Regions from separate parts of the Sus scrofa genome. Here regions 1, 2 and 4 are each linked to region 3. The links are chromatin contacts, called in public Hi-C and promoter capture Hi-C maps. All regions are on one chromosome and are shown on one strand. Each heading gives the region's core, a stretch centred on a gene start, on an enhancer-like site or on the middle of the called end of the contact. The rest is flanking DNA. Distances are from core to core; before and after follow the strand shown. Region 1 holds the start of SP7 (transcription factor Sp7). Region 2 holds the start of SP1 (transcription factor Sp1). Region 3 holds the start of ATP5G2 (ATP synthase F(0) complex subunit C2, mitochondrial). Region 4 holds the start of AAAS (aladin).

What was found. Promoter capture Hi-C pulls out the DNA fragments that hold promoters and counts their contacts. A called contact is a pair of places that touch in the nucleus more often than the background predicts.
Region 1: a contact with region 3 is called in a Hi-C map of liver, with 3 times the contacts expected there. The contact joins the promoter of SP7 here to the promoter of ATP5G2 in region 3. A contact is called at or near these places in 4 of 47 Hi-C or Micro-C datasets (embryonic fibroblasts, liver, skeletal muscle and 1 more) and 1 of 2 datasets of contacts at active chromatin or transcription factors (alveolar macrophages).
Region 2: a contact with region 3 is called in a promoter capture Hi-C map of fetal skeletal muscle, with 2.9 times the contacts expected there. The contact joins the promoter of SP1 here to the promoter of ATP5G2 in region 3. A contact is called at or near these places in 1 of 5 promoter capture datasets (fetal skeletal muscle), 1 of 47 Hi-C or Micro-C datasets (liver) and 1 of 2 datasets of contacts at active chromatin or transcription factors (alveolar macrophages).
Region 4: a Hi-C map of undifferentiated spermatogonia shows a contact between it and region 3, with 2.4 times the contacts expected there. The contact joins the promoter of AAAS here to the promoter of ATP5G2 in region 3. A contact is called at or near these places in 2 of 5 promoter capture datasets (fetal liver and liver), 2 of 47 Hi-C or Micro-C datasets (embryonic fibroblasts and undifferentiated spermatogonia) and 2 of 2 datasets of contacts at active chromatin or transcription factors (alveolar macrophages and skeletal muscle).

Annotation. Positions count from the first base shown.
Region 1 is chr5:18,563,225-18,569,469 of Sscrofa11.1, reverse strand. SP7 (transcription factor Sp7) reads left to right here and starts at 2,802. Exons shown (of 5, transcript XM_021091715.1): 1 at 2,802-2,861; 2 at 3,694-3,807.
Region 2 is chr5:18,583,767-18,590,338 of Sscrofa11.1, reverse strand. SP1 (transcription factor Sp1) reads right to left here and starts at 1,576. Exons shown (of 6, transcript XM_005652567.3): 1 at 1,392-1,576; 2 at 157-311. The coding sequence starts at 1,398. LOC102163309 (a long non-coding RNA gene) reads left to right here and starts at 1,703. Exons shown (of 3, transcript XR_002343962.1): 1 at 1,703-2,675; 2 at 2,915-3,032; 3 at 3,907-4,327.
Region 3 is chr5:18,875,230-18,881,610 of Sscrofa11.1, reverse strand. It overlaps ATP5G2 (ATP synthase F(0) complex subunit C2, mitochondrial), which reads left to right and starts at 1,678. Exons shown (of 5, transcript XM_021091719.1): 1 at 1,678-5,545; 2 at 5,658-5,727. The coding sequence starts at 5,689.
Region 4 is chr5:18,534,253-18,540,527 of Sscrofa11.1, reverse strand. AAAS (aladin) reads left to right here and starts at 2,693. Exons shown (of 16, transcript XM_003355403.4): 1 at 2,693-2,954; 2 at 3,867-3,994. The coding sequence starts at 2,832.

The DNA.
Region 1 (6,245 bases), core at 1,553-4,052, 310 kb after region 3:
ACAGCTTCATGACAACGCCGGATCGCCCACCCACTGAACGAGGTCAGGGATCAAACCCATATCCTCATGGATACTGGTCAGGTTCATTACTGGTAAGCCACAATGGGAATTTCCCATTTTTCGAAATTATTATAAAATATTGACTATATGCATTACAACTCCATGACTATATTTATTTATTTATTTTTTGCCAAGATCAAGACATGTGGAAGTTCTTGGTCCAGGGAATCAGATCCATACCACGGCGTGATCCAAGCCACAGCAGTGACAATGCCTGATCCTTAACCCACTGAACCACAAGGGAACTCCCGTGACTTATTTATTATATAACTGATAATTTGAACCTCTTAGTCTCCTTCACCTGTTTCACCCCTCCCCCAAACCCTTTCTCCTCTGGTAATCAATAGTTTGTTCTCCATATCTGTGAGTCTGTTTCTGTTTTGTTATATTTGTTTTGTTTTTTAGATTTCACATATAAGTGAAAACATACAGTATTTGTGTTTCTCTGCATCTATGCATTTTTAAAGCTCGTAAAGTCATTCCAGAGTTGAAAAACCACTAAGTTACAAGGATATTCCAGACAGAGAGCAAAGGCAAAACAGCTAAATATTGATGGTCATGAGTTATAGACACAGAGAACCTGGGACTTTATCTTCTAGGTGATGGAAAACATTTAAGGACTTTTTTTTTTTTGGTCTTTTCAGGGCTGTACCTCCCCATATGGAGGCTCCCAGGCTAGGGGTGGAATCAGAACTGTAACCGCTGGCCTACACCACAGCCACAGCTACGCTAGATCCAAGCCGTGTCTCTGACCTACACCACAGGTCACCACAACACCAGATCCTTAACCCACTAAGCAAGGCCAGGGATTGAACCTGCGTCCTCGTGGATGCTAGTCAGATTTGTTTCCACTGAGCCACAATGCGAACTCCTTTTTCCATTTTTTTTGAAGTATTTTAAATAAAGAAATGAGGAATTTTTTTCCAATCCAGGTGCAAAGAGTCATTAAGTTAATCTTATTCTTTGCTTCACAGTATTCTGTTGTGAAAATTAATAAAGAGAAATCTCATCCAAAATGGAGCTGGGAAGGAGTTCCCGTTGTGGCATAGTGGTTAACAAATCTGACTAGGAATCATGAGGTTGCAGGTTTGATCCCTGGCCTTGTTCAGTGGGTTAAGGATCTGGCGTTGCTGTGAGCTGTGGTGTAGGTCGCAGACATGACTCAGATCTGGTGTTGCTGTGGCTGTGGTGTAGGCCGGTGGCTACAGCTCCAATTTGACCCCGGGAACCTCCATATGCCGGAGATGGGACCCTAAAGAGACAAAAAGACCAAAAAAAAAAAAAGAAAGAAAAGCCCCTGCACTTTGAACTCCCAGGTTCCCTCAATAGACTGTTTGTAAAGCCCCTCTCAACTGTCCCTTCTTTATAAAAGAGGGAGCCTCTTCTTTCTTCTCTGGACTGTGGTTTACCATAGATTGCCTGTCCACCACTGCAATTCTTTGCTCTTCTATAAGAAACCCATTTTGCTGGTAAAATACTGGCTTTTGTTTTAGGTTTATACTGTCATCATTTGAGTTCATAAAAGACCCCTCTCTAGTTTTTTTTCCCCCTCTTCATCCCTAAGCCCTTCCTCTCCTCCCTAAAAGCACCACTCTAATGTGTTTATTTGTCCCTGAATATATACACACTTGTTTTGTGGGTTCAATCTCTGTTGTGTTTAATTTGCCTGCAGAATTTAATTGTGCCATAAGTATAATCATTTTACTTTCTTTCACAGAACACTTTTTTTTTTTTACCTTTTAGGGCTGCACCTGCAGCATATTAAATTTAATCCCAGGCTGGGCGTCAAATTGGAGCTCCACCTGCCCGCCTGCTTCACAGCCATAGCCACTCAAGATCCAAGCTGCATTTGCAACCTGCACCACAGCTCATGGCAACGCCGGATCCTTAACCCACTGAATGAGGCCAGGGTTTGAACCCGAATCCTCACAGTTACTAGTCCAATTTGTTAACGCTGAGCCACAATGGGAACTCCCTATTTTTTTTTTTTTTTTTTTTTTTGTCTTTTCTAGGGCCACTCCCTCGGCATATGGAGGTTCCCAGGCTAGGGGTCGAATCGGAGCTGTAGTCACTGGCCTACACCACAGCCATAGCAGCTCAGGATCTGAGCTGCGTCTTGGACCTACACCACAGCTCAAGGCAACGCCGGATCCTTAACCTGGCAAGGCCAGGTATTGAACCTGCAACCTCATGGTTCCTAGTCAGATTCGTTAACCACCACGCCACGAAGGGAACTCCAGGCACTCCCTATTTTTATCTTTTTAAATTGAACTATGGTTGATTTACAATGTTGTGTTAGTTTCTGGTTAGCTAGCAGTGATTCAGATATATATTTTTTCCATTATAGTTTATTACAATATATTGAATATAGCTCCCTGTTCTATACAGTAGGATCTTATTTATCTATTTTATATACGGTAGTTTGTGTCTGCTAATCCCAAACTTCTAATTTATTCCTTCCTCTTCCCTCTGCCCTTTGGTAACCATAAATTTGTTTACTATGTCTATGAGTCTGTTTCTGTTTTGCAAATAAGTTCATTTGTATCATTTTTTTTTAGATCTCATATATAAGCGGTATCATGTGATATTTGTCTTTCTCTTCCTTTTAGGAAGTAAGTTTTTTTTTTGCTTTTAGGGCCACACCCACTGCATATAGAGGTTCCCAGGCTAGGGGTCAGATCTGCGCTCTAGCCACAGCAATGCTGGATCCTTAACCTGCTGAGCAAGGCCAGGGATTGAACCCACAAACTCATGGTTCATAGTTGGATTTTCTGCTGAGCCACGATGGGAACTCCTAGGCAGTAAGTTTTTATGTAATTTTTTTTTTCATCTTCTATGAGAGTTGTTTACCCCCATTTTTTAGACAAGGAAGTTGAGGCCTACAGAATTTGCACATATAGCAAGTGGCGGAGCTTGAATTCACACCTTAGTCTAACTTTCAAGACAGTGCATTTTACTACTCCAAACAGCCTCTATGTCATAAAAGCATGGCTGTTTACCAGGCTCTCTTCCACCAGATTGCACACTTCTTGTTAAATGCTATTTTGGACACTTCTGGCACATACCTGGCACAGTAGATGCTCAGGAAATGTCCGTGAAAGGCTGATAGGCAGGTGCGTGGGGCAGAAAATAGACCCTTGCTTGCTGAATTCCGGCCTGGCAGTCTGGATACTTTTGGAACTTTGACAAAGGTCTTGCCTTCTCTGAGTCAAGACTGGGGAAAGGTGCAGAATTAATACCATAACCCTCTGAGGCTTCTTCCCGCCCCAGCCCTTGCCTCAGCGCTGGCAGCTTTGCCATTGTTACCTTCAAAACGTGCCAACCCTCTGGCCCCAAGAACATGCTCTGGAGAGCAGGTTCATTGGCGCAGCGGTTGGGTAGCTCACTCCTGCCACCTGGTGGTACTTCGAAGCTTTGCTCCCTCTTCTTTCAGGGTCCCGGATCTAAGAAGGTGTTACCTGAAAAAGTCTAGAAGCTATTTGCACACTGCCCTTCCCTCCAAGAACTTTTCTCTGGAATCCCTTCCCATTTGCAGAACATACTGAGCTGAGCTGGATGGCGTTAAGACCTTTAAAGATTCTGAGCTCTGAGAAGATTGTGTGTACAAAAATATTTTCTTTTCTTTTTTTTAAGTCCCCCTGCTTTGCTTCCCTGTGTACTAAGCATCACTGGATATGGACACCACGGACCCGGCTTTGGAGAAGAGAAGCTTCCTAATTTAAGCCTATGGACCACTTGAGAGCAAAGGTTGTTGTGTTTTATAAACATTTGTCTTTCTGGGGACCCCACAGTGCCTGGGAGGTAAGAGGAGATAATCAATGTCCGTTTTTCGGTCTTTACCTGAAATGTAACCCTGGCTGGCCTGTTGTTAGGACCCTTGGAGACCACCTCTGCTTTATCACCACCTTGCAGGGGTGCCTAATGCCTATCTGCCTATCTCTCGCTCTCTTTTTTTTTTTTTTTTTTTTTGTCTTTTTGTCTTTTTGCCATTGTTTGGGCCGCTCCCGCGGCATATGGAGGTTCCCAGGTTAGGGGTCTAATCAGAGCTGTAGCCACCAGCCTACGCCACAGCCACAGCAACGCCAGATCTGAGCCGCATCTGCGACCTATACCACAGCTCACAGCAACGCCGGATTCTTTTAACCCACTGAGCAAGGCCAGGGATCGAACCCACAACCTCATGGTTCCTAGTCAGATTCGTTAACCTCTAAGCCATGATGGGAACTCCTCTGCCTATCTCTTTGCATCTTTAGTTTTCCTCTTTGCAAGTCTGAACCCTCTCCCCCTGCCCTCCCCCGCTCCAAGAAACCTGATTTTCTTTCCAAGAAAGGATCTCACAACCCTAGAACTTTAGAGATAAAAGCAGCCAAAATACTAAGAATCTCTACCATTTGTTGAATCCCATTTTTTTTTTAAGTGGCCTTTATTAAGGATAGCCATTTTAGGGGTTCCCTCAAGGCTCAGTGAGTTAAGGATCTGGTGTTGTCACTGCTGCAGCTCAGGTTGCTGCTGTGACATGGGTTTGATCCCCAGCCCTGGAACTTCTGATTGATGCAGCCAAAAATGAAGAATAGGCGTTTTTGGAGTTCCCAGCATGGCGCAGGGGGAACAAATCTGATTAGGAACTATGAGGTTGTAGGTTCAAACCCTGGCCTTGATCAGTGGGTTAAGGATCCAGTGTTGCTGTGAGCTGTGGTGTGGCTCCCAGACGCAGCTCAGATCCGGTGTTGCTGTGGCTCCAATTAGACCCCTAGCCTGGGAACCTCCATATGCCACAGGTGTGGCTCTAAAAAGCAAAAAAAAAAAAAAAAAAAAAAAAAAAGAATAGGCACTTTCAATTTTGGCAATTATCTTCTTAGAATCTATTAAATTGAAGATGTGACTTTTCTTGTTTGGGGACATATTAATATGCTCTTTATTAATGACATCAATGATTAAAAACCTATTCCAGCATTGCTGAGATAAATTAGAAAGGAACCTTAGCACTCATCAAAGTCAGGGGTTCTCAATTAGATGTAGCCAGATTCGTTTCTTTTCAGATGAAGAAAAGGAGGCAGTGAGCCGGAAAGTGGGTGATCTATGCTTTCAAATATGGCCCCTCACTTTTTCATGTATCTTTTTCCCTTACCCAGATTGCTACGATCCTAAAAAAGCAAGCATTGAAGGTCCTATGTAGCATTTCTACAATATTTCAATCAAGGGACCACTCAATAAATCCTAGTGACTACTAAATTGACGAGTAGCTTTTATACCGGAGCTAGAGTGAGAAGTGGCAGGCTCAATAGGTGGCTGGAAGATGATAAGTATACTAGATAGAGGACTTCTAGACAGATGGAAGGTAAATCATTAAAAAGTGAAAAGGGAGTTCCCATCATGGCTCAGCAGAAACAAATCTAACTAGTATCCATGAGGATGTAAGTTCGATCCCTAACCTCACTCAGGAGTTAAGGATCAGGCGTTGCCGTGAGCTGTGGTGTAGTTTGCAGACACAGCTCAGATCTGGCATTGCTGTGGCTGTGGAAGCCCTAGTCTGGGAACTTCCATATGCCACAGGTGCGGCTATAAAAAAAAAAAAAAAAAAAAAAAAAGGAAAAAAAGATGAGGCTTGAGGCATCCCCCTCCTCTGTGAGCTTGAGATGTGAAAGAGGGTCTGCCTTTTAACTAGGCCACAGGACTGAGGAAAGGACACAGTGATTTTTGACCAGGCTGATTACTTTGTTTTTGGTTTGTTTGTTTGTTTTGTCTTTTTGAAGGTCATACCCTCGGCATATGGAGGTTCCCAAGCTAGGGATCTAATCGGAGCTCTAACTGCTGGCCTCCAGCACACCCACAGCAATGCCAGATCTGAGCCACATCTGTAACCTACATCACAGCTCTGGGCGATGCCGGATTCTTAACCCACTGAGCAAGGCCAGGGATCCAACCTGCAACCTCATGATTATTCCTAGTCGGATTCATTTCCGATGCGCCACGACGGGAATTCCTGATTAGCTTTGGTTCTTTTTTTTTTTTTTTTTTTTTTTTTGCTATTTCTTGGGCTGCTCCCTCGGCATATGGAGGTTCCCAGGCTAGGGGTTGAATCGAAGCTGCAGCCACCGGCCTACACCAGAGCCACAGCAGCACTGGATCCGAGCCGTGTCTGCAACCTACACCACAGCTCACGGCAATGCCAGGTCCTTAACCCA
Region 2 (6,572 bases), core at 327-2,826, 290 kb after region 3:
TCTCATCTTTGGGGATCTCCAAGTCACTTGTCTCTGTACTTACTTCCCTATCTGTAAATTAGCCCTTTCCTAAAAATTTTTTTGTGAAAAGACAATCATCTAAGAATATCTACATCCTCTCAACACGATGCCCACTCTGTCCAGATGATCACCTACCTGCCCTCCTCCTCCTCCACCGCTGCTGCTACTGCCTGTGCTGCTGCTTCGAGCCTGAGAAAAGGCACCACCATTACCACTGCCCCCATTATTGCCACCAACTCCTTTTTCAATCTTCACCACAGCTGTCATTTCATCCATGGAGTGATCTTGGTCTAAAAAGAATTAAAAGATAACTTAAAGTTGGGGAAAGAAAAAAGATAAAATGAAGAAGGGTAAGGAAGACTAGGACCAAACAAAAATGACTAACAGGAAGGTGAAAGTCCCAGTATTTAAACAAACAAACAAAAAAGGATTGGGGAAGAAGAGACAGCTGTAGGGCTAGGAAGACCTGAACTGGGCCCCTTGGTGCCAAAACTGGGCCGCAGTTCTCCCTCGTACAAAATTAAACTCAGAAAACAATGAAAAGGTGCTTTTGGTATAGACAATGTAAGGGTCCGTGGACATGTTGAAGGAGTTTAAAAGTATCCTGCGGGGAAAAAAAGGAGAAATATAGATAAGGCATAAAACATGTGGGTGGATGGAAAGCTTGCTCAAATTAGGGTCAAAGGAGATGGAGAAAGGGAAGAATTCAAGTGTAGAAAGTCACAAGAGGAAAGGAAGGGGAAGGAGAAAAGATGAGATAAAAAGTTTTGTAGGGGGGAACATTTGTGAATACTAGAAAGGGGCTAAAGAGGTCCAGGGGTTAGAAATCAGGAGTTTCGGGGCGGACAGAGGGCGGGCCCTAGAAGGAAAGGGCGGTTTCGGGGTGAGGGGCGTGGAAAGGGCGGGACGGTAGGGGGAGGGGTAATCTACGGGGGGGAGGGGTAACCTTCGGGGGGTGGGGGGAGGAGGGCCTTGGGGCCGGCGGCGACCAGAGGGCGGACCAGGGAGGCGGTTGGCCCGGGCGGGGCCTGCACTGCTCGGGCCGCCCCCGCGGCTCCAGCCCCCGGCAGGAGGAGCCTCAGGCGGGCGGCCGAGTAGTGGGGGGTAAGGCCCGTCCCCCGTGGCTGGGGCGGGCAGGGGGCGGGCGAGGCCACGCTGCCCCCTCCCCCGGGGCGGGCGGCCCATCCCCCTCCTCCTCCGAGGCCCCGCCACTGCCCCTTCTCCCTCCCTTCCCTCCGCCCCGGGCGGGACCAAGGCCGCCGCCGCCGCCTCCCGCCCGCCCCCCTCACGGCGGGGACCGCCCGGTCGGCCCTCGCGCGCGCCCCCTCACTCCCCTCCCACCCCTAAGCTTGGAGTGGACTCATCCTTACCGCTCATGGTGGCAGCTGAGGGACGAGCTCAAGGGGGTCCTGTCCGGGGGGGTTGGGGGGGCCAGGAAAAACGCGGACGCTGACGAGGCAAGCGAACCCGGACCGGACAGGGAGGGGGGGGTAAAGAGGAGGGAGCAGCGCGCCACAAGCCCGGCCTAGGCCCCGCCCCTCCACTGCTGCCCCGCCCAATAAGGGAGGGTGAAAGGAGGGACTTGCAAAAGAAAGACAGGCAAATTACCCAATGGCGAGACTCGTTTGCTCTCTAAGGCGTGTAAGACAAAGTTGCGTGCGTGGTGTCCGCCCAAAAAGGGCGCCCTCTCAGTTTTAAAAGCCAATGAAAGGTGCAGGAAGTGAAGATAGGCGGGATTTAGAGATGATAGGCTTGGAGAGAAACCAGTCAACTGCCAGGCGGGCTCGCTGAGACGTAGGGATAGGAAGGGTTTTCATTGGAATGACAGAACAGCGACCAACCAAAACCCTGGGCAAGCCTGGGCAAAGTCCTGGTGGGAGGTGGTAAAAAGTAGACAGGAATGGGATAGGATGAAGCTTATCAAAACCAATCAGAAATCAGGCGGGCGGCCAGGAAAATTATGATTGGATTAACACTGAAAAGAGACGCGCTAGGACACAAATTGACGTGAATAAAAGCCAATTGAATGCTGCTTAAACTGTGAGGGCGGGAACCTGGAGTAGGCAGGGGAGAATTGGCGGCTGCTTCAGTCACTCAGCCCAATGAGGCAGCGAGGGAAGCCAGGCACCGCCTCCGGCTTGGCCAATGGGCGTTACTAGAGGCGCCAGTTGTCGGGGAGGTAACAGGGCTGTGCCAAGAGGAGTCCGTCGCCATTTTGGCCCTCCTCTGGGGACGTCTTTACCGTGATTAGGTGGCAAGGCTTCAGCAGAGCCCTGCAATTCAACAAGTGTCAGGGCCGAGCCCCGCGGCGCGTCGCATTTCTTCCTCGACATCAGGGCTTGTTTGAGTCTTCACTTAACCGCTTTTAAAAGTACCTCTCAGGTCTCCCCCCTCCGCGGTGGGCGGACTGGCAGGCGGATGCCTCAGAATATGGTGTAACCCCTGTGGGTGCTGGCGCAAGGAGATCTGGCGAGGGCGCTCATACAGTAGGTTAATAACGCACTGACCAATTTGCAAGGTCTTTGTGAGACTCCAGCAAACGCCATTTTACTAAATTCCCCCAAAGTTGATAGCTACTTAAGGCCGGTTAACTCTTCGAGAGCTTGCTTTTGAGGCTAAAGAGTGTTGGAGGACTTCCTGGAGTTCGAGGTCCTGTAAGCTGCTACCCCACCCCCGCCCCTGCCTCTACCCCGTAATTGTAAATAACGTTTAAACATAAAGCAAGTAGCCAGATAGAGTGCCTGCTTTTTGCAACTGCAAAGGTTAGAGGTGATTTTTCCCGAAACACCTGAATTTCTGGCTACTCATTCTGCCTCTCCTTTACCCTAGTTTTGGTGGAGGCAGCCTGCGTGGCCTGTCAATAACATAAAGCCATTCTCTTTCGCCCTTGTAGGTTCTATGTTGCCACTTCATTATCTACAACTCGGCACTTCTCCATATTACTATCATGTCTTAAAGTATGGATTCCCGAAAACTGAGGCCTCTACTGCTTTGGGCAAAGCCTGAAGAAGGTGAATGTTGGAATTCCCATTGTGGCTCAGTGGGTTATGAAACTGACTAGGAGCCATGGGGACGCGGGTTCATTCCCTACCTCGCTCGGTGGGTAAAGGATCCGATCGCGCTTTGCCATGAGCTGTGGTACAGTCACAGACATGGCTTGGATCCCACGTTGCTGTGGCTTTGGCCTAGGCTGGCAGCTGCAACTTCGATTTGACCCCTAGCCTAGGAACTTCCATGTGCAGCAAGTTAGGCCCTAAGAAGCAAAAAAAAAAAAAAAAAAAAAGGTGAATTCCTACAGCGTTAGGTACCTAGGGCATCTAGGCATCTTGGCATTCCTTATGTCATTCTCTTAAGGAAGATGTTAGTATTAGAGACAGTATGTATTTTGTAAATGAAGATATGGAGGCTAAGAAGTAACTTGTTCAGGATCACAAGCTGAGATGTAGTGTCAGATTCCAAGCCAGAATAGGCCCACAAAAAGTCTTCTATGAATCCTTAAGTCAATAAAACAATGCCTTGTATAACCATTTATAAAAATGAGCTTAAGGAGTTCCCGTCGTGGCGCAGTGGTTAACGAATCCGACTAGGAACCATGAGGTTGTGGGTTCGGTCCCTGCCCTTGCTCAGTGGGTTAACGATCCGGCGTTGCCGTGAGCTGTGGTGTAGGTCGCAGACGCGGCTCGGATCCCGAGTTGCTGTGGCTCTGGCGTAGGCCGGTGGCTACAGCTCCGATTCAACCCCTAGCCTGGGAACCTCCATATGCCACGGGAGCGGCCCAAGAAATAGCAACAACAACAACAACAAAAAGACAAAAGACAAAAAAAAAAAAAAATGAGCTTAATAAAAAGATTTTTATTAAAAAAAAAACTTATTGTTACCTTCTAGGTCATGAAAGAAAAAAATCCTGCCCATACTTCCAAGACAGCTCAAATAGCATAATCCTCTGGTATGACTTTATTATAAAACATCTCATTACATTTCAATTAATAGCATCTCTCCCTATATGAAAGTTTCTCATAATATCAGGATATCTATCCTATCCTCTGGGTTGCCTTATTATTTATTCATTAATTTTGGCCCCTGCATAAATTCCCCACCTGGGATGGAACCCAAGCCATAGCAGTGGCAACACTGAATCCTTAATGGCCAGGCCACCAGGAAGCTCCAGGCTGCTTTTTTTTTTTTTTTTTTAAAGTAGATCCCCAGACCCTGTCTAAGACCTAATAAATTAGATTCTCTGGGCTAGGGCTTGAGAATATGCATTTTTCAGTAGCTATTCAAGGGATTGGTCCTGAAATTAAGAGTTTAAGAAACACTAAGGGGAGAAACTGGAGTGAAGAAACTTCCAGAAGGAAAGAAACTTCCTGGAGGGAAGAAGCTGCATTACTCATCTTTGTAAACCAAGCTCTGGAGATTCCAACAGCTGTTTAGTGTATTTAGCAAAAGGCCACACCCAGGCTGGGGGGAAGGGAGGAGGAACTAATACTGTGGAGCAGTCCTCTGAACAAGGCTTTTGTATGTCTAACTTAATCCTTTCAACCAATTTAAGAAATTGTGGCTGTGGTGTAACCAGCAGGGCCCTAAAAAGTGAGAAACATAGCTTGTTTATTGATAGTTTCTGAGAGAAAACGGACATCACCCATCTTGTCCAATTCATCTGGGAAAACCTGAACTAATTTTCTTTAGGCTAAGCAAAAAACAATGAATAAACTTATTTTAAGTCAGTCTTTGTAACCATTTGTGAAATCATTTAAGTAACTCCTAATGACTGTGTTTAAAAGCAATGTGGATTATTTGACAGTCTCCTTCTAAACCACTCATAAGAATATATGCACTTGGAGTTCCCCTTGTGGGGAAATGAATCCAACTTGTATCCATGGGAATTCAGATTCGATCTTAATTTGTGTGTCGGGGATCCAGTGTTGCTGTGAGCTGTTGTGTAGGTTGCAGTCATGCCTTAGTCCATATGCCACAAGTGTGGCCCTAAAAAGCAAAAAAAAAAAAAAAAAAAAAAAAGGAAGCATATATGCACTGGAGTTCCTGCTGTGACTGCAGTGGGTTAAGAATCTGACTTCATTGGCTAGGGTCACTGCAGAGGCACGGGTTTTATCCTCAGCACAGAGCACTGGATTAAAGGATCTGGCAGCCCAGTGCACTAGGTTAAAGGATCTGGTGTTGCCACAGCAGTGGCTTAGGTAGCAGCTGCAGCTCAGATGCAATCCCTGGCCTGGAAACTTCCACATACAGTGGGCCTAAGAAAACAAAACAAAACAAAAAACTAAAAATCACATCTTCAACCAGACAAAGCAGCCTGAGGGCCAGAACAATGCCTTTCCACTTTGTATCCTCAAGGCCTGGAATAAACACTTGATAAATGGAAGAGGAAGCCTGCCTAGTCCCAAAAATCCTGATTAGGTCTCCAGATATTATAATGCCAAAGACTGACTCTTAGCCTTCAATTGGTTGAAGGCTAAGAGTTACAAGTTAACCTGATTTTGAAGCTACTTTTACAAGTTAACCTGATTTTGAAGCTACTCTTTGATCTTAGCAATTTCCCACATAGCAATCTGGTAACTGGAACATTTTACAAATTAAAATACACAAATGATTTGAAACTCTGCTCTTATTAAAAAGAACAAAATAATGCCATTTGCAGCAACATGGATGGAACTAGAGATCATCATAGTAAGTTAGAGAAAGACAAATGCCTTATGATCTCCCATACATGTGGATTCTAAAATATGACACAGAATGGAGTTCTCATCCAGGCACAGTAGAAACAAATCTGACTAGGAACCATGAGGTTTCGGGTTCGATCCCTGGCCTCGCTCAGTGGGTTAAGGATCCAGCGTTGCAATGAGCTGTGGTATAGGTCGCAGACACGGCTTGGATCTGGTGTTGCTGTGGCTGTGGTGTAGACTGGCAGCTGTAGCTCCAATTAGACCTCTAAACTGGGAACCTCCATATGCCTCAGGTGCAACCCTAAAAAGACAAAATACAAAAAAATTTTAAAAATATGACACAGGAGTTCCTGTCATGGCTCAGTGGTTAGAGAATCCAACTAGTATCCATGAGGACAAAGGTTTGATCCCTGGCCTCACTCAGTGGATTAAAGATCTGGTGTCGCCATGAGCCGTGGTGTAGGGCAGACGCGGCTCAGATCCCACTTTAGTGTAGGCCGGCAGCTACAACTCTGATTCAACCCCTAGCCTGGGAACTTTCATATGCTGAAGGTGTGGCCCTGAAAAGACTAAAATAAATAAATAAAATAAGATAAAACATGACACAGGAAGGGTTCCCATTGTGGCTCAGCGGTAACAAATCTAACTAGAATCCATGAGGATGCCAAGTTCGATCCCTGGCCTTGCTCAGTGGGTTAAGGATCAGGTGTTGCCATGAGCTGTGGTATAAGTCACAGACGAGGCTCACTGTGGTGTAGGCTGGCAGCTGTAGCTACTATTTGACCCCTATCCTGGGAACCGTCATGTGCCACCAGTGGGGCCCTAAAAAGACAAAATAAATAAATAAAATAAAATGTGACACAGGAGTTC
Region 3 (6,381 bases), core at 429-2,928:
CAATCAGGCCAACCTTGCTACATGGTCTGGTAGGAAAAAAAAGGAAGTGATTGGAAAATATAGTTCTGGCTCCACACCCTTTCCTTCCTGGAGCCGTTTTCCATTAGTGAAGTAAAGAACAGACCCTTGCCCAAGCTCTTGGTTAAGAAGAGACCCTTAGATAATGTCCTCTTGGATCATCATATTCTGCTATCTTTAAATTCTCCCCTCCGCACAGACCTCAACTACATTTTGCAGTCTCACCCCTATCGATTTAACCTCTGGCTTCAGACCTGATAACAATAGCCCCCAGGATTCTTAGCCCTCCCCACAGATCTCCACCCACTAACCTGTTAAATAACTTATGTGTGATTTATGTAGGTGAAAAAATTCAGTAAGTGATAGTTGAGTCTCTCAGGAGATACCATTGCAAGGAGCTTGCAATAAAGTCTCTAGGGAGCAGAGCAGAACTGAGTTGCAATCCTCCCAAATATATTACTACTACTACTAACACCAAAATAACCATTATTATTACTATTACTAGCACTTATTTAAGCTCTTACTGAGTTCCAAGCACCTTGCTAAAAGTTTCACTTTTTTTTTTTTTGCCTTTTAGGGCAGCACGTGCAGCATAAGGAAGTTACCAGACTAGGGGTCAAATGGGAGTGCAGCTGCTGGCCACAGCCACAGCCACAGCCATGCATGATCCCAGCCAGTCTGCCACCTACACCGAAGCTCACTGCAATGCGGGATCCTGAACCTACTAAGCGAGGCCAGGGATCGAACCCACAGCCTCTTGGATACAAGTCAGGTTCTTTACTGCTGAGCCACAATGGGTACTCCCAGGCTTCACATATATTATTCTACTATTTGCTGCCCAGTAAGCACTATTATTATTCCCAGTTACATAAAGGAAAATCGATATAGTGGGGTTAAACCCATTGCCTGAGGTCACACAGATTTGGGAACCCAAATGTGTGGATCTAGAGCCCAGCATTGAATGGGGGTAATAGAGAATTCAACATTGCAGACTATGACAACTTATCCAAGGAGCCAGCTTTAGCTCCCTCAAGGGTGCCTTCTCCAATCCAACTTTGGGATAGTTAGAGATATCCGAGAAGGATCTACATTGTCTCAACAAACAGCTGCACCAACCGGTTAGTCGTGGAGTCTCAAGAACTGTAGACTTTTTGTCTCCGAGGTTGCGTGGCGCGGTGGGGGTGTCTGGGGACTTCAGAGGATATCCTTGCCTACCTGTCTTTCTTTTCTCCTCTAAGCATCTTACACTGTAGCCTGGCACCTCTTGGTACTTGGTAAATACCTGTTGCTATTTTCGTAAGGATCCCAGCTCCATTCCTCACCTCCCCCCGCCTCCATCCCCACCCCAAGTGAACACCTAGAACTGAAGGGCGATCTGGGCATTTCGGGGGAACCTGTGAGAATCCTCATCGAGCTGGGATCGTGGATTTGGGAAAGGCGGGAAATCGCCCACCCTCCTCTCCTCGCCCGCTTCTCCGATTTCTCTCCACTCCTTCCCCTCCCTTTCAGGAGCTCAGGGCCATAAAAATGCAGATGGAGGATCGGTGTGAAATAACGGGCCCATATAAATCCCTCTGCCGCCCGCCTGCAAGATGGATTGGCCGCATTGAAATTCCTCCGCGAGGATAATTAAACTCGGGGCCTCATCCGGGCAAAATTACATTCCTGTAATGGCGTCGCTCGGGGTCCCGGGAAATTGCTCCGTGGGCTTTCAGCGGCGGTTTTTATCGCCGGCCGGGGTGTGCCTGGCTGCGGCTCGCCTCTCCTCCGGGACCGTAAAGCTGCTGCCGTGATTTATCCTCCCCTTCTCCCAAATCCGATTAAATGGAGGAGCTCGGGGCCGGGGCGCCGCGGGGCCCGGGAGCCGGGAGGGGGCGGCGGGAAGGACGGGGCCAAGGAGGGGAGGACAAACGGCCCCTCAGAGGGTGGCGGATTTGGCTTTATTTACAGCCGCGGCTTTCTTTTTATTTTTTATTTTTTATGGGGGTTTGGTGAGCTTTCCCCGTCTTTCTCGTGCTGCGTTCAAGCACGATGTCTGGACGGCCGGGGTTGGGCATGGGGGGAAATGGGTAGGCCTTGCTGATCTCCCCCCAAAGGGGCCGGTCAGACCCTGTCGGGGAGACAGGAAAACCCAGAAGAGGTGAGGGCCGGGAAGCCCATACTTCCTACCATCGGGGAAAGGACAAGCGAAAGGGCACGAGGGAGAAGCCGAAAGGCTTTCTTGAGAGCACCTCCTGGGGGCACTGCTTATCTCATCTCGCGTAGATGAAGCCTGGGCAGAGGCACAGCCATGCCTGGGGTGACCCTTGCAATCTCACTGCAGGTCACTGGTGCCCGTTACTCTTTGACTGTTGCAGGACTCAGGAAAGAAGGTTTAAGATCAGGGCGCTTGAGTCCTAATCACCTTTAGCCCCTATTTTCTGGTTCGCAGATGCTGGCTTTCTAATAGCTGATCACTGAAAAAAGAAAGAGGGAAATAAAGGCGAAGCCACTAGAAGCAGCTGGAACATTTTGTGGACTCCTTGCCCCTTGAACGGGTTTTCCATCCATAAAGCCAGGGTCCCAACGACCGAAGGCAGGAATCCTGTGACTTTATTTTCTTCCTGCCACATTTTAGACACTGAACCTCGGTCTCCATTGTGTGCTATTTAATACTGACATTCTGGGTAGGTTTTTTTTGGGGGGGTTGGTTTTTTGCAATGTAACTGCGCATGCTCAGAAAGGGGAAGCCAGTCCAAGATCCCTAACGCCGTGCAGAACAAACCGCAGGCCACGTTGCGGATCCGCTTACAGCTGCCCTCATTTCTGCACTCGCTGGTCTCCGCATGCAGTTTCTCCTTTCAAACGCCAGGTGGAGTGGTTGGCCGGATGCCTCAACAGAGCTGGCAGGCGGCGCTGTGGCACCTGGGCCGACCCTCAACGTTGCTATCACTCTATCCTTGGTGGAGCGACTCGTTAGTCCAGGCCGCACATGCGCCGAGGCTTCCTTTCGCTATCCCCGCCCCCTCCCCGCCCCTCTCTGTCTTCTCTGCCCTGGGAGCAGGTAAGGCCTTGGGCCCTCGTTCCCGCGTTGCGCCGCGCACGCGCGTGGGCTTCCCCCCCTTGCGCGGATGCTCTGAGGCCCTTACCCTTGCATGCTCCCGCCCCGGCCCTCATGCCCTCCCTTGCCGCCGGTATCCCCGCGCCTTGGGACGGCCCCTTCCGCGTGCCGGTGACCTCCAACCGCGCGGGCCTGGCGCCATCTTGGACGTCTCGTGGCTGGGGCGGGGGGAGGGCGCCTCTTCGGAGCTGGCGAAAGTCGGAGCCGCAGTGCGCCTTTCACCTGACCGGGCTCATCTTTTCAAACCCTCTTTTCTTTCCCTCGTGCCCTTTCAGAGCTGTCACAACGCCCGGACTCTCCTTATCTTTGCTTTTTTTCTTATCCTCAATCGTGCCTTCCTAATCCTGTAACCTCCAGATTTTGGTCCCCTGAACTCAGGTGCCGAGCAATGGAAATAGTGGCTCGGCTAGAGCCACCAGTCCTTTTAGTCAACACCCCTCAATTTAAAACGTAAGCTGTGGAAACGGTAGAAAGGAATAGAACAGCCAAGACATTCCCTCCCTTCAGGCTGTGTCCCGGGAGAGCTGTGGCAGGACAGAGAGCCTGGTTTCTTTGGCACCAGTGGTTATCTCCCAGTCCTGTTCTCGTCCTTCCACCGCGGTGAAGATGGGAAAAACATATGAGTCGTGGGCTAATAGGTTTTCCGTTAGAGGCAGCAGGCCCAAAATGGTGCGGTGGGGCCAGCATGGGATAGTATCCACCTGCCAGCTTTCCTGTCCAAGGGTTTACTCAGAGTCCCAAGATTCTGTCCTCAAGAGGAAAAAAAGATTGCGAGAAACGATTAAGTCACCTTCCCTGTAACCCCCTGTCTGATCGACACTGGGGAAGAAACCCATCGTGGTTTAGACCTCTGAATCTGGGTAGTGCCTTTGCCCAAAGTGTTACTGGTTAACAAGTGCAGACTTGGCTAAGGTTGGGTCGTCGGTAGCTGGATCTCTGGTTCATGCAACCTCCTTCAGCTCCACATCAAGCTCTTTTCAAATGTTATTCCAGTTAATTCCCCTAGGAACTACGTTTTTCAAATGATTATTAAGGTTTTGCTGCCTTGGGAAAAAACAGTCCTCCTTTATTTTTTTTAACTAATTATTTTTGGCTGCACATATGGAAGTTCCCAGGCCAAGGACTGAATCTGAGCCACAGCTGCAACCTACTCTGCAGTTGCAGCAGTGCCAGCTCCTTAACCCAGTGTGCCACAACAGGAACCCCCCCCTTTTTAAAGCTTTAAAGGAATTTTGGTTTTTTGACCCAAGAAAATCTGAATAGGAGTTCCCAATGTGACACAGCATGTTAAGGATCCAGTGTTGCTGCAGCTGTGGCTCAGATTCGATCCCTGGCCTGGGAACTTCCATGTGCCACAGGTGCAGCTAAAAAGAAAAAACAAAAGCAATAGACTGGCAGCAAGATTGGGTTAGAGTTACACAGAGGCAGAAATCAGGTTCTAGACCGGACAAGAGTTGAAGACATCTGTTAACCTAGAAGTAACTAAGATTCTGGATTCAGAAGCATAATTTCGGAAGATACTAGTCCCACTCATTTAGGAAGTGTCGTTTAACAGGCCTAAGTAATTGCTGAGTATTTCAACCTGTAGCATATAAGAAGGCATTAAGAGTGACAAGAGTTCAAGCCTTGGCTCTGTCACTGCCATGGTTTCAAGACTGGTCTTAGGACCATGCTCTCGGTATACCTAAGCTTGATTGAAATACAGGGCCTTTTGCCAAGAGATCTTGACCCAGAAGGTCTAAAGTGAGACCTAAGAATATGCATTTTGGTACATAACACCATCCCTACCTTCAGATAACTAGTTTATTTGGGGCTCCAACTTTACTTGGAAAAACCCTGCCTGTAGGTCTTTAATTCAGCCACTATTTCTTGGATGAGTTCATTTCTACCAGTTTAGGCACCTGTGTGGTGTCAGCATTGTTTTGGACCTTGGGAATATAAAACTGAATACCCCTTAGTGGGAAATGATTGTGAAAATAGTTTCACAGGCATTGCTAATTAGAATAATGGCAGAGTTCCTCGTTGATCAGCCTCATCTGGTTAACATAGGCAATTAAGTGTCTTGAGGAATCAAACACTTAGAGATAATGCAGTAAAAAGATTGTTAGGACCCTTTCAATGCCTTGGCCTTTAGCAGATATCTTCGGAGATTCTTCAGAGGGAAACTTATTTAGGCCCCGGGCAATGAAGTCTTGAGACGGGTTCCTTTTGAGTAGGAGACTGAGGGAGTCTTAGGCAAAAGATGCTGGGGAAGTTTGACAACCCCAGCTCATGAGGCTGTGGAAAAGGATAGCAGATCTTAAAGCCGGGGCCAAGTGGCTTCTTGTTTAGACCGAGGAAAATCACTTGATTGTAAGGAAATCTTGGAAGCTGTCTGGAGGAAGTCCTGACTTCAGGGTTCTAATTCCATCTCTGCTAAATATTGAGGTCAGTTGCTGCTTTCTGAGCCATTTAAATTTTCCAAAGCACCTTTTCTGCTAATAAGGATGTCCTTTGATGAGCAAGGGCAATATTTACTGTGCCACTTCTGTAATTCCAGCTCTCCTGCCACAGTCCCTCATCCCCTGAAAATGTATGCTTGTGCCAGGTTTGTCTCCACTCCCGCCTTGGTGAGTACCCACCTTTTCTGGGACGCTTTTTAAGGAGAGGCGCCTTGCCTCTTCTCAGACCTGTTCTTTGCAGCTGGGCCTTTGCTGTGCTAGCCTGACAGGAAAGAGTGAATGCTTCCCAGGCACCCCCCTCCTCTTCTCCCATGAAGGCCAGTTAATTCTTCTCATCCAACCATGTTAGAAGAGTATGAATGAGAATCTAGGAGTTCCCATTGTGGCTCAGGGGTTAAGCACCCAACATAGTGTCTGTGAGGATGCAGATTTGATTCCTGGCCTCATTGGGTTAAGGATCCAGCATTGCCAAAGCTTTGGCATAGGTCTCAGATGCAGCCGTTTTTATGGCTTTTTTAGAAAAAAAGAAGGAAAAGGAAATTCCCATTATGGCTCAGCGGGTTACAAACCTGACTAGTATCCATGAGGATGTGGATTCAATCTCTGGCCTCAATCAGTGAGTTGAGGATCTGGCCGGCGTTTCAGTGAGCTCAGTATAGGTTGCAGATGCAGTTCAGGTCCTGAGTTGCTGTGGCTGTGGTGTAGGCTGGCAGCTGCAGCTCTGATTGGACCCCTAGCCTGGGAACTTCCATATGCTGCACTTTTAACCCTAAAAAGCAAAAAAAAAAAAAAAAAAAAAGAGGCTAAGATCAGGTCATTCCT
Region 4 (6,275 bases), core at 1,444-3,943, 340 kb after region 3:
CCATATGCTGTGGGTGCGGCCCTAAAAAGATAAAAATACAAAATAAATAAATAAATAAAAGATACAAACAAAGAATTTGTTAGTGGCTTTCACTGCACTCCATCAATCTGTCAGAGTTACGGACAACCACTTTTCCTTGAAACCTCTACTGCTTCTCCCTCTCAAGGAGAATTTTCCCAGCCAATTTCTCCAAACTACCCCCAGTTTTTACATTCTGCTTTCTTTTTCTCTTTCTCCCTTTTGTTTTTTTTACGGCCACAGGTGTGTCATATGGAAGTTCCCAGTCCAAGAGTCAAATGGGAGCTGTAGCTGCTGGCCAGATCCGAGCAGTGTCTGTGACCTTCAGGACAGCTCATGGCAGCGACGGATCCTTTAACCCAATGAGCAAGGCCGGGGATCAAACCAGCATTCTCATGGATCCTAGTCAGGTTTGTGACCACTGAACCACGACGGGAACTCCCTCCCTCTCTTTCTTGCTGTGCCCATGGCATGAGGAAACTCCCAGGCCAAGGATCAAACCTGCCCCACAGCAGTGACCAGAGCCACAGCAGTGACGAGGCCAGATCCATAGCTCGATGAGCCACACAGGAATTCCACTGCTTTTTAAGTTTTCTGTGAATTCCCAAGTGACAGTAAGCTATTTAAGCGGGGGAGATACTCAGTGTTGTCTGTGCAGTATCACCTGGGTCTTTTTGGAACCACAGCCTCAGAGCTCTGCCCCCAAATTTGCATTTTAACAAGTTTCTCAGGTGAATCTTCTGTCCATTAACATTCTGGAGCCCCTTGTTTTCTGACCCAGGAATAACTCTCTTGGAGGGAACGTTTCAGGTAGAAAGGTGGAGCAGTCACAGAACTCCCGGGGATTTCCCCTCGTGGCCCAGTGGTTAATGAACCTGATTAGGAACCATGAGGCTGAGGGTTCGATCCCTGGCCTCAATCAGTCAGTTGAGGATCCGGTGTTGTCATATAGTGACCTGTGGTATAGGTTGCAGATGGGGCTCAGATCCCATGTGGCTGTGGCTGTGGACTGGCAGCTACACTTCCGATTCAACCCCTAGTCTGTCTGGGAACTTCCATATGCTGTGGTGTGGGTGTGGCCCTAAAAAGCAAAAAAAAAAAAAAAAAGTCTCCTGGATTCTCCAATGAGACTGGCTGCTTTTGGGAGTGGGGACTGTGCCTTATGCAATTCTGTGTTCTCAGAACTTGGTCCTTGGAATTGCTCATTAAAATTTGTTAAATGAGTGAACCAATGCCCATGGTCACCTAGTTCATGGCAGAGTTATTGCTAATCCTCACCGATATCTGTTTCGCACTTTACAATTTATTAAATGGCTTCATTTCCATTATTTTTACGGGAAACAACCATGTGTAATAACTAGGACACTGCAAGGGAGGGAGCTGAGGCCCAAAGAATTCAATGATTTTTCTGAAGTTATACAGCTGTAAGAAGAGGACCCCCCCCAGGCGTTCTCTTGTGGCGCAGCAGGTTAATAAACCGCCATTGTCACTGCAGTGGCTTAGGTCACTGTTGTGGAGCAGGTTAGATCCCTGGTCTGGGAATGGCCATATGCCTCTGACACGACCAAAGGAAAAAAAGGAAGAGGAGTCTTCATTCTGTATTAGACTCTCCAATTCTAGTTCCATTCTTTGTAGCTACAGTAGGATCAATCTCACTTTTTTTTTTTGGAGGGGGGGGTGCTGCTGGTGGTTTAGGCACAAGTTCCTGGGCCAGAGACTGAATGTGCAGCACAGTAGCAACCCAAGCCACAGCAGTGACAACACAAGATCCTTAACCTGCTGAATCACAGGAAACTCCAATCTCACTTTTTAAAATATGAGTTTCAGGAGTTCCCGTCATGGCTCAGTGGTTAACGAATCCGACTAGTAACCATGAGGCTGCGGGTTCGATCCCTGGCCTTGCTCAGCAGGTTGAGGATCCAGCGTTGCCTGAGCCGTGGTGTAGGTCGCAGACAAGGCTCAGATCCCACGTGGCTGTGGCTGTGGTGTAGCCTGGCAGCTACAGTTCCGATTCAACCCTTAGCCTGGGAACCTCCATATGCTGCGGGTGCAGCCGTCAAAAGACAAAAGACCAAAAAAAAAAAAAACACCTAGTTTTGGTATTTTTTGGTCAGATCTCCCTGTGCCTCACTTTCCTCATGGTGACAGAACAGTACCCACCTCATGGGGTTGTTACAAAGATTATACAAGCACTTATAATAAGTGCTCAGGAAATGTTAAGTTTCCCAGCTGTTCCCACTTTTCCTTCCAGGAGGCTTAACTCTCTGGGCTCTAGTTTCGGGCGAGCGCAACACTCTCCCTCCCAAGGCGCTCCACCTGACCTTCCTTCAGCTTTCCAGCCAGCTAGCTGCCCGTAACACAGCGGGTATTTTCCTCTGGGCGATCCACAGTCCTAGGAGGGTTTAATTAGGTACTTCCCTGAACGTGGCTTATTTTGGGCTTTCCGAGAGCTGAGAGTGAGTGGGGGACGGTGTTTGGGAATTCGGAACTGGGAAAAACAGCAGTCTCATAGGAAAAAAAGAAAACAAAGCAAACCAACACTCCGACCTTCAACTAGGGGTCGGCTCTACGGACTGCCTGCGTCTCTCCCCCTCCGGCCGCCAGGCGGCGCGCGAGGACGCCCCGGAAGTCTGTCCTGGGACTTCGCGTGCGTCCTCTTTCTCCGTTGCCCTTCCACTCACTTCCGTTGAGCTTTGCAACGTCTTTTGTCCCAGGCGGCTACCCGTACGCATCCGAATCTAGCCCGGGAACTAAGAGACGGAGGAGCGGGATCCGCGAGTTTACTGATTCCGGACCTCCTGGGGACCTGCAAGATGTGCTCCTTGGGGTTGTTCCCTCCGCCGCCGCCTAGGGGACAAGTCACCCTATACGAGCACAATAACGAGCTGGTGACAGGCAGTAGCTATGAGAGTCCGCCTCCTGACTTCCGGGGCCAGGTGGCCGGGGCGAGGAGGGAGGGGACCTACAGGCATGGGGGGCGGAGTCGGAGAGAATCGGGGAGCAGAGGCTGTGTGACAGGGGCGGGGTTGCGGTCCCCAGCCTGGAGGACTGGAAATAGTCTGGCCCCGCTGGAGAAGAATGGAAGGGCTGAAATGTATTTTAGTGGGATTGTTGGATGAAGGATGCTGAGAAGCTGTGGGGCAGGCCCAGAGGGAACGGAGAGAGTGAATGTAGGGGATGTGAGGGTGCAAGAGAACTTCGGAAAAGTTGGAGACGGTGTCTGGGAGAACTAGGAAGGCACAACCGCAACCTGGGGAGTTTTTCCGCTGCGCTTTTCCTGGGAAGGAAAAGGAAGAGAAACTGACGTTTATTGAGATTTTGCTATGTAAGGTGGAGGCTCCGAGTCAGGTGTTCTCCACAGATGTTTTAATAATATGTTTTTTTGCTTTTTAGGGCCGCACCCTAGGCATATGGAAGTTCTCAGGCTAGGGGTTGAATTGGAGCTGCAGCTGCTGGCCTACACTACAGCCACTGCAATGCAGCATCGGACACACGTCTGTGCCCTACACCACAGCTCATGGCAACGCCAGATCCATATCCCACTGAGTAAGGCCAAGGATCAAACCTGCATCTTCATGGGTACTAGTCGGATTTGTTCCTGCTGTGCCACAATGGGAACTCTTTTAATAATGTGATTTAATAATCACAACAACCCTATGAAATATTATTGTAGTTTTACAGATAAGGGAGCTAAGACCTGTCTCCCAGTCCCACAAGTGTATTTGTGGACCTGGAAACGGGTCCCTGGGGCCTCTTCCCCTCAGCCCAGCTATAGGTCCAGTAGGGAGTTCAGTAGAGATCTGGGGAAGAGACTAACTCAGTGTTATACCTCTCACTTCTGGCTCCAGTGGATCAATCTACCTGTCCTAAACCTGACCAAGGATCCCTTGAAGACCCCCGGAAGGCTGGACCATGGCACAAGAACTGCTTTCATCCACCACCGGGAGCAAGTGTGGAAGAGATGCATCAACATTTGGTGAGACATGGCCCCGGGTCTCCTGGGCCATGGTCTGCAGATCCTGGAGGAAATGAGGTCACCATCCCTCTCCCTCCGCCTTGGGCTTCCTGGCCCTCTCTAGCTCACAGCTGTCTCTCATTCAGCGTATTGGGTCATCAGTCCCTTGTGTGGAACTGAAGGCTGTGCATTTCATCTCCAGTGTCTTGCCTGCCTTTCTGGTTTGATTTTGTGAACCTGCTCTCTCATGTGATTATCACTTTCAGAGCCTTTACCTGAAACTCAGCAAGGTATAAGATTGGAGCCAATAACCTCATGTGTAGGTCATTCTTTTTTTTTTTTCAGGGCCGCACCTGCAGCATGTGGAAGTTCCCAGGCTAGGGGTTGAATCAGAGCTACAGCAGCTGCTGGCCTACACCATAGCCGCAGCAACTCGGGATCCGAGCCGCACCTGTGACCTGCACCACAGCTCATGGCAGTGCCGGATCCTTAACCCACTGAGCAAGGCCAGGGAGCAAACCTGTATCCTCATGGATACTAGTTGGGTTCCTTACCGCTGAGCCACAACAGGAACTCCAAAGTCATTTGTTTTTCATGTGTATCGACAGAGCCATACTGCCTGGAGTCAATTCCTGGCTGTGCCGCTCTAGCTGTGTGACCTTGGGCAAGTTACTTAATCACTCTGTTCCTCAGTTTCATCTTCCATAAAATGGAACCTATCTTACAAGGTTGTAGTGATGATTTTGTTTGTTTGTTTTTTAGGGCCGCACCTGCGGGATATGGAGGTTCCCAGGCTAGGGGTCCAATGGGAGCTACAGCTGCAAGCCACAGCCACAGCAATGCTAGATCCGAGCTGCGTCTTTAACCTACATCACAGCTCACAGCAACACTGGATCCTTAACCCACTGAGGGAGGCCAGGGATCAAACCTGCAACCTCATGGTTCCTAGTTGGATTCATTTCCGCTGTGCCATGACGGGAACTCCTATAGTGATGATTAATTGAGTAAAACACTTAGAGAACCGTGCTTGGCACATGTTAATCCCTTCAAGAGTTAGCCTTTGTTATTATCATTGTCACGTGTCGGATGAATTCCTATAAGTGAAGTAGCTGGATTCAAAGGGTATGTTCATTTGTAATTTCATGAACTGTTACCATATAGTCCCTTTGTTAAGCTGTACATATTTACACACCCATCAGCAGTGTATGAGAGTGCCTGTTTCCCAACACGTGTGCTGTTGAACTTTGCTATCTGGTACTACGTTGCAGTTTAATTCACATGTCTCTCCTTGTGTGACGTTTTCATGGTCTGAGAAGTCATTCTCATTTCCTGCCTGTCTAGCTGCTGCTTCTCTTCCTAATGTGTCTCTCTTTGGCCACACATGTGACATGCAGAAGTTCCCAGGCCAGGAATTGAACCCGAGCCACAGCAGTGGCAAGAGCCACAGCCGTGACAATGCCAAATCCTTAACCTCTAGGCCAGCAGGGAGCGCCCCTGATGTTTCTTAAATGTTGGGGTCCTGGGCTGGCCTTGTGATTGACGCGCCACACCTGGGTGTTCCCTCGTCTGCCCAACACCCCCACTCGGATCGTCCACAGGCTTCACACACTCAGTGTGTTCACAATCAGTCTCTTCATTTCTCTTCAAACCAGCTTTTTTTTTTTTTAGGGCTGCACCCGCGGCATATGGAGGTTCCCAGGCTAGGGGTCGAATTGGGGCTACAGCCTCTGGCCTACGTCACAGCCGTGGCAACCTACACCACAGCTCATGGCAATGCCCGGATCTTTAACCCACTGAGCGAGGCCAGGGATCAAACCCGAAACCTCATGGTTCCTAGTCGGATTCATTTCTGCTGTGCCACAACAGGAACTCCCCAAACCAGCTCCTTCCTTGTGTTTTTCATCTCACGGAATAGCCTTTCTAGTCTTCCAGGAGCAAGCAGTTTGAGTGTAGGCTCTGGGGCAGACAGACAGGTTGAATCCTGACTCTGCTTCTTCTTACCTAGTTCACCTTGGTAATTAACCTCTACACGCTCTGTTCTCTCATCTAAACATGCAGATGATAACGATATCTGTTTTGTGGGGTTGTGATAATGGCTGCATTAGATGATGCCTGTGAAGCACCTGGCCAGCCCCGGCACACTGTCAGCAGTATTAGCTGCTATAATTATCACCCCCGTGTTTTCCTTGATATTACTCTTTACCTTACTAATTTCTGATTAGTTCCTCAAAGCCTGTCTATTCTTCTTCCTCAAGCTCTTAAATCTGTAATCTTTTTTCTGTCTTCAGTGGCCGAGGCCACA